2 separate regions of the Danio rerio genome follow, and region 2 is linked to region 1. Evidence: chromatin contacts called from public Hi-C data. All regions are on one chromosome and are shown on one strand. The core of a region is the stretch at or near the end of the contact, and the rest is flanking DNA. Distances in the headings are between cores, read along the strand shown. Region 1 holds the start of b9d1 (B9 protein domain 1). Region 2 holds the start of ccdc97 (coiled-coil domain containing 97).

Region 1 (3,827 bases), core at 985-3,484:
ATCCAGCATATGTTTTAAACAGCGGACACCCTTCCAGATGCAACCCAGTACTGGGGAAACACCTATACACTCACATTCACACACATACACTACTGCCAATTTAGCTTATTCAATTCACCTATACCTTTGGACTGTGGGGGAAACCCATACAAACACAGGCAGAACATACAAACACCACACAAAAATGCCAACTGACCCAGCCAGGACTTGACTCAGCGACCTACTTGCTGTGAAGCAATATTGCTAACCACTGAACCACCTTGTCGCCAGTTTTAATATTATTATTAAGAAATGTGTTGGTGAACCTGGTGAACTTCTGCAGTCTTGACGTAGACTCTGGAACAAACATGGGAATGGTCTTTGTGTGTCTGGAAGAAAGAGAGCATTCACATGTAACTGATGATGTAACAAATTTCAAATGCTTGTCAGGTTATGATGCCACAATCAAAGTGACTCACTTTCCAGGTGTGAACGGGATGTGCACGGCTCCATAACCTCTAACAACATCATTTCCAAATGTGTCAGGGCCATACACACTCACTACAATCTGAGGCCCTGGAAAAGAAGGTAAACTGATTGATTGACATTGAAAATGCAAACATTCATCAGCCACTTTTAAGTACATCTTGCTAGTAAATGATTGGACACTGTTCATTTCAGAAATGCATTATCAGGGGTGTCCAAACTCGGTCCTCAAGGGCCGGTGTCCAACATAGTTTACCTCCAACTTAATTCAACACACCTGCCTGGAAGTTTATAGTAGACCTAGAAAGAGCTTGATTTGCTGGTTCAGTTGTGTTTTATTAGGATAGGAACTAAAATATGCAGAACACTGGCCCTCCAGGAGCGAGTTTGGACATTGCCTGCCTTAAAGGGACTGTTCTAATGGGACAATGGTGGCAATTCTTTACGAGTTTCTTTTTTCTGTTGAACTTTAAAAAGGATAAATAGAAGAAAGCTGAAAACCTGTAACCACTGACCTCCATTTAGGACAAAACAAATAATATGGAAGTCAATGGTTACAGATTTCCAGCTTTCTCATGAAGCATGTCTCAAACTCAATTCCTGGAGGGCCGCAGCTCTGCTCAGTTTTGCTAAAGCCTCCTCAAACACAGGTGATCCAAATAGTCAAGGTGTTTAAAAGAGTCTTGAACACCTTGATTAGTTGCATGTGTTTGATCAGGATTGGAGCGAAACTGTGCAGAGCTGCGGCCCTCCAAGAGTTAAGGTTAAGACCTTTGTTCTGAAGGGTGAGTAAACGATGACAGAATTTTCAGTTTTGGGTGAACTATCACTTTAAATTACCCATCATCCACATTGCAATATTTGGTTTGAACTTTAGCTGCTCATCTTGACCATGTCTACATGTCTGAAAGCATTGAGTTGCTGCAATTGAGGTGGCCGAGTAGATGTGTTAACAAGCAGTTGGACATATTATGTGGTAAGTCTATAATTAATGTTAATTTGGCTGCATTACAACATCGAGTCAAATTTTAAGACTAATATTCCCGCCTCAACAGTACGAGGTTCACTTACAGCCAAACGGATTAGTGCTTTTAAATGTGATGTCCAATGGGAAATTCCACACCAAACTCTGAGACAGACGACCTTTTGATGTTATTTGAGAAATTCCTTCTTCCAAACCCTTCAGATTATGGAGAAAAGAGGAAAATTAATATAACGTTACAAAAACAAAACTTTAGTCCCTCAAGGAGAGAGAGAGAGCAATAGCAACTAAAAAACGCTTAAAGACCCAGTATAAATATGACAGTTAACCTCATCTATGGGAGAAAGGCATATAAATATGTAACGTAAAAATACTAACGTTACTTTTCGTTGTTAGGGAAGAAAATGAAAGCTGACGTCACTCACTGATGTGGGCGCCCAGTCGTGTCCATAAACAAAACAATACTTGCAGTATAGATCATCATATTCTGGAAACTTCAAACAAAATACGGTGTGTAAGTAGTTACTTTACCCTCATTAATTACAGGCTTTGCACACACATTAACACGAGCTCTAAAAATCGATGTTAACTCACATCGGCTGATTCGATTTGTCCATTAACCATGAGGAGAAATACAGCTGGATTGTTAGAGGTCATTTTCGCACCATTACCGGACAGAAAAGCATTTAAATCACAGCAAACGATCCGCGCTGTGCTTAAATATCTGTCATTTAATGGTTCCTCGTTGTCAACAGCTCCCTGGCTGCTATGGACGCTTTCAGTACGGCAGACGACAAGGGTCAAAATGGCAGACGCTAACATGCGCTTCTAAAATGGTAGCCTACTCCACTAGGTGGTCGTCGTGGACATGAAATGAATAACATCCTCCAGTTTTCGACTCTCGTGGATGAAGATTCACAGTTTTTGTGTAATAGGATTTGACTCTCCATCTTTCTCTCAACAAAGGCTGACTCAGAAAGTTTAATTAACGTTAGCCTTTTTTCATCGAAACATGATTTATTGTTAGAGGTTTAATAAACATTAACGTTACACACCTGCATATAAGCCTACAATGCAATACAAAACTACATAACAATACATTTCGTTATTTTCCACATAAATAATACATAGGCATTCGGTTTATAGGGTAATTTCTGTGTTTTATTAAGTATGTATGTAAGACTGTGTGGCTATTGGGGGTCCACTCTGCTCCACTGATCCCTTTTTTCTTGTGGCAGAGACAGGCTTTATTACATCCTATCTGGCAATGTATGATGGTATTGAATGATGAATGAAACTCTTTGTTGTATGGCGGGATTTTATATTGACCTCATTTCCTGTACAGGGCTGCATCTTCCTTTAGCTGTCTAGTCGTACAGGCTACTGTAGGTGACTAGCATTACATGTCTCTATGGGCCACAATAACCCTCTGCTAATTTTGGTGAACAACATGATTGTGAACACTTGAGAGAAAATAATGAGTTAATATTTATAACCACAAACCAATATATTCACACATATAAAAGGTTGTAAAACAATGCAATTTCTTCAAGACTCCCTGGATGCTATGAAAGGATAAAGTTGTTTTGTGTGTGCGTGTTTTTTTTTTTTTTTTCATATAGAGGATGAACATTGTGGGGGAATGTAATGTTCAGTTTTGTGTATCGCAATTATATCCAGAATGTGTTTGAACAGCACACTAACACCTTTTATTTAAACCTAAACAATGTTTTGGTGTCACAGTGTGGAAGATCTGGCACCTCAACATTGAATTACTATCAGTTTGTTTACTATTAATGCACCACAATGATAATGTCAGATGTTACTCAAGAAATTATCATTCTCAGTTTTGCACTGTGACTTGGCAGGGTGCTTATTTGGACAGCAGTTCATCTCCATTTTCCCTTTGTCCATTTCTAAAGCCTCATCACATAAGTGCGCATATTTATGGATTTTAAGAAAGCAACTGATGCAAATTTGATTAGCTATGTCTGGACACACAAGTCCGATATGATCATTAGTACTAGTGTGAATGGTCTACCTAAAGATCTGATTTGGGGAGAAAAATTGGTCTGACTATATGAGAAATTTTTAAATGACAAATTGCTGACTATAACAAGATGGCAGATGCATTGATGTCTGGAGCAACTGAAAGTGGCATGTTCTCTCTCTCTCTCTCTCTCTCTCTCTCTCTCTCTCTCTCTCTCTATATATATATATATATATATATATATATATATATATATACATGTGTATATATATATATATATATATATATATATATATATATATACATGTATATATATATTTATATGTTCAGGTTTACCTGTGTTTGCTTTGGATTTTTTTTAAAGAAAGCATGATGCTAAACCCCACCCCT
Region 2 (3,860 bases), core at 377-2,876, 260 kb after region 1:
TCTAAAGAAAAATGACATCCACAAAACTTTTAATGTAAAAATGTAATGTAATGTGTATTTATATAGCGCATTTATCGTGTATGACCATACACCCAAAGCGCTTCACAATCATGAAGTGGAGGGGGGTCTCTCCACACCACCACCAGTGTGCAGCATCCACTTGGATGATGCAACGGCTGCCACAGGACAACGGCGCCAGTGCGCTCACCACACACCAGCTATTGGAGGAGTGGAGAGACAGTGATAGAGCCAATTCAGTGGAAGGGGATAATTGGGAGCCCATGATCGTAAGGGCCGATAGAGGGGCTTTGGCCAGGACACCAGGGTTACACCCCTACTCTTTCACGAGAAGTGCCATGGGATTTTTAATGACCACAGAGAGTCAGAACCTCAGTTTAATGTCTCATCCGAAAGACGGCACCCATTGACAGTGTAGTGTCCCCTTCACTTTTACTGGGGCATTAGGACTCACACGGACCGCAGATTGAGCGCCCCCTGCTGGCCTCACTAACACCACTTCCAACAGCAACCTAGTGTTCCCTAGTGGTCTCCAATTCAGGTACTGACCAGGCTCAGTCCTGCTTAGCTTCTGTGAGTAACCAGTCTTGGGCTGCAGGGTGACATGGCTGTGGGTTATTTCTTATTTCTGTGGGTTATTTCTTGGTGATAAATAACTTGTGGGTTATTTCATTTTTCTGAATATTATTATTATTTTTTTTTACTTTATTTATAGAAGTTTTTGTAAAAACATAACACCAAATAATGTACATCATGTATATATGTTAACAAACTTGTCTCAGTGTTATTACCTTATACTAACTAGAGCCTGCACCAAAACAATAAAGAAATTTTAGCCAGACTGATGGAATAAGAAACAAAATAGAATAAAATGTAAAAAGGAGAGAAAGTGGAGAGAAGAAAAAAATTATTACCAGAAAAAAATATTACAGAAACATTAATAACCTATACATCTAAGGAAGGGGCCCCATGTTTTGTCATACAACTTTTGTTTGCCAAATCTAGAGAAGCATAACTTTCCAACTCTGAATATTATTTTAACATCAGTTTTACATTATATTCCTATGAAAGTGCAGACAATTTAATAATACTCATAGAGTCAACACAATGAGCTTTTTAAACTGGATGACTGGTTTAATTTGTACTTATTTTATCTTCTGAAAAACATGCAAGAACTTCTGAAAGGCAATTCAAATCAATTTATTCTTATTTCTATGGCACTTTTTTACAATGTATAGACTGTCAAAGCAGTTCAACATAAATGAGGAATAGAGAATAAAATCCATAATAGATCATACTTCAATATGTGAAATTGTGGGCAATATGATAATTTATTTATATATATATATATATATATATATATATATATATTCAAGTGAATGATTCTTGTGTTTTGTGAAAAATATCAACGTCAAAATCGCAGACACTGCTGGAAAGTGGTCAAATGTAAAGAAGATGCTAATTTTTGATCATTTGGAGAAAGGATTTTGTGATTAGGACAGACTTGTTCCAAATAGGTTTTGGTTTTGTGGTTTTCTGTCGCCATCTGCTGGTCAATAGTAAACGTATACACGTGGATGTAAACGGAACGGAACCAACAATGTGGAAGAGAATGTTCCGCACGAATATATTAGTTGTTACACTGCTGAGCAGAACCTAAAACGCAGTTGTTGTTGTTTTAAATACTGGCGATTTTAAAGGAATAATGCAAATTGGGTACTCGATAGATAGATGTGAATAGTAAACGTTACATCAGGCTGTTGTCAGAGTTACACCTTCAGTGGTCTTTCATAATAGCGTTGGCATGATTGGCAGAATAAACATAAAATATCGAGACACATTTCGCTGATAAATCAACACTTGTTAGCACTTAAACTGTATTCTGAAATGTGGGGAGAAATCGAGCCCCGTGTCAACGGGCAAGAGAGCATGAAGAGCCGCGGGACTGACCAGAGACGGACACACTCTCCAGATCCACAGGTGAGCTGTTTTTATTGATTTTTTTTCATCCGGGAATATATATATATATATATATATATATATATATATATATATATATATATATATATATATATATATATATATATATATATATATGTATGTATGTATGTATGTATGTATGTATATATATATATATATATATGTGTGTGTGTATATATATATATATATATATATATATATATATATATATATATATATATATATATATATATATATATATATATATAAAACAGTTCTGTCTGGTTCTCGAATCTGATTGGCTGATAGCCGTGATATATTTAAGTAATATCAGCACCCGTATAGCCTCTTTACCCTTTGTGTATTACTCCGCCCACATACAGCCAGCTAAAAGCAGACACTACAGATCTCAAGTTTAAAAGATGCTTGCTCAGCTGTTTAACTGTCAGCGTATGATTTTAATCCAACGCGGAAGAAAGTAGTTCCTCGCACAAAAGGGTTTTTGAGACTCTCCATGTTTGGTTTTGTTTTTATATACACAATTATGCGGTCAAACTGTTGTATAGACGCAATATCACACGAGTAGCAGTGCTATATGGTTGTATATCAGCACTGGTGGGAGGCGTAAAAATCTCATGCAATGATCTATGTATGCATCTATGTAGTGTCTTTATAAATGCCTTGTTGTTTATACTGTGGAAGATCAATTTTATAAACAGGTCTAAATTCTCTCTCTCACCCATGAAAGCCAAAAGTAATGGCAAAATGCTATTAGTTTATTATATCAACCATTTTGTCCCAGGTGATACTAACCTGTTGAATGTCTGTGTCCTACAGCAGAAGACAGTATTGTGGGGAGAAATCGAGTCCACCTCCAAACCTGACCCACCTACCTGGAGTCAACCTGCTTCTCAAGACAGTCTACCAGCTCTTCCTCATCCTCCTGAGACAAATGCCAGAGAGGTCAACAACACACCCAGCTGCTCTTCAGATGTACAGGTAAGGTGTTTTGTGTTTTTAATTCATGACTTTACGTTTCTTTGTGATGTTGGTTTTACTATTGTGCAAGTTGTCTGAGCAGTAAAGACAAACAAATTTCCTCATAAACAATACAATAAAATATTTTTTAAAAATAAATTAAAAAGAATGAAAATTAAATGTTTACCTGTTAAGGCTTTAAAGGTGCCCTATAAAGTGAATCTGTGTATACATAGGCAAAGTCAAATAATAAGAGATCGGTTTATGGAAATGCTGCCTTTTTCTATCTGTATTACAATGACAAAAACAGCCTTAGTTTACCTCAGAACTCCCCTCTAGAGTACACTGCTATATTGACAACATGACTAAGTAATTTGACTGTCTTATCCGTACACAATGACGTGTAATTCTGATGGGACTGACATATTCATTGACAGACATGTAGTTTTGAGAGATGAACGAAGGATTTTGAGCAACAGACTGGCTTTTGTAGATAATCCATGGTGTTTTGCTTTACCCATGTTGTTTTGAGAAATGCACTTACTGTTTTCCATATTTCAATTCTGATCCAAGAAATTTACCAAAGCGGCTGAGGAAAAATGTTAGTATTGGAGATCATGTTTCATAAAGATTTTTATCCAACTTTCTAATAAAATTAACTTTTTATTAGTAAAATGCATTCCTAAAGACCTAATTTAAACATCTTCAAAGGCAAATTTCTCAACATTTAGATGTTTTTTTTTTTTTAATAGTTTGCTTGTTTTTTCTCAGGATGAGCCGCCCATTAGTCTCAGCGCAATGATAGAGACTATAGCCGCCAGTGGGAGTCCAGTGAAAAGTCAGCAGCTGGGGGATCCGGACTTAACTCTGGAGGAGAAGAGGGAGGTTTTAATGGATCAGTACAG

What was found. A called contact is a pair of places that touch in the nucleus more often than the background predicts.
Region 2: a Hi-C map of skeletal muscle shows a contact between it and region 1, with 5 times the contacts expected there. The contact joins the promoter of ccdc97 here to the promoter of b9d1 in region 1. A contact is called at or near these places in 5 of 18 Hi-C or Micro-C datasets (caudal fin, embryo, hematopoietic stem cells and 2 more) and 2 of 4 datasets of contacts at active chromatin or transcription factors (caudal fin and embryo).

The regions. Positions count from the first base shown.
Region 1 is chr3:38,639,396-38,643,222 of GRCz12tu, forward strand. It overlaps b9d1 (B9 protein domain 1), which reads right to left and starts at 2,235. Exons shown (of 7, transcript NM_001024373.1): 1 at 2,042-2,235; 2 at 1,873-1,941; 3 at 1,537-1,645; 4 at 459-555; 5 at 306-368. The coding sequence starts at 2,104. cacna1ha (calcium channel, voltage-dependent, T type, alpha 1H subunit a) reads left to right here and starts at 1,168. Exons shown (of 36, transcript XM_073944890.1): 1 at 1,168-1,250; 2 at 1,343-1,441.
Region 2 is chr3:38,903,646-38,907,505 of GRCz12tu, forward strand. ccdc97 (coiled-coil domain containing 97) reads left to right here and starts at 1,627. Exons shown (of 6, transcript XM_001333080.8): 1 at 1,627-1,998; 2 at 2,815-2,976; 3 at 3,727-3,860. The coding sequence starts at 1,906.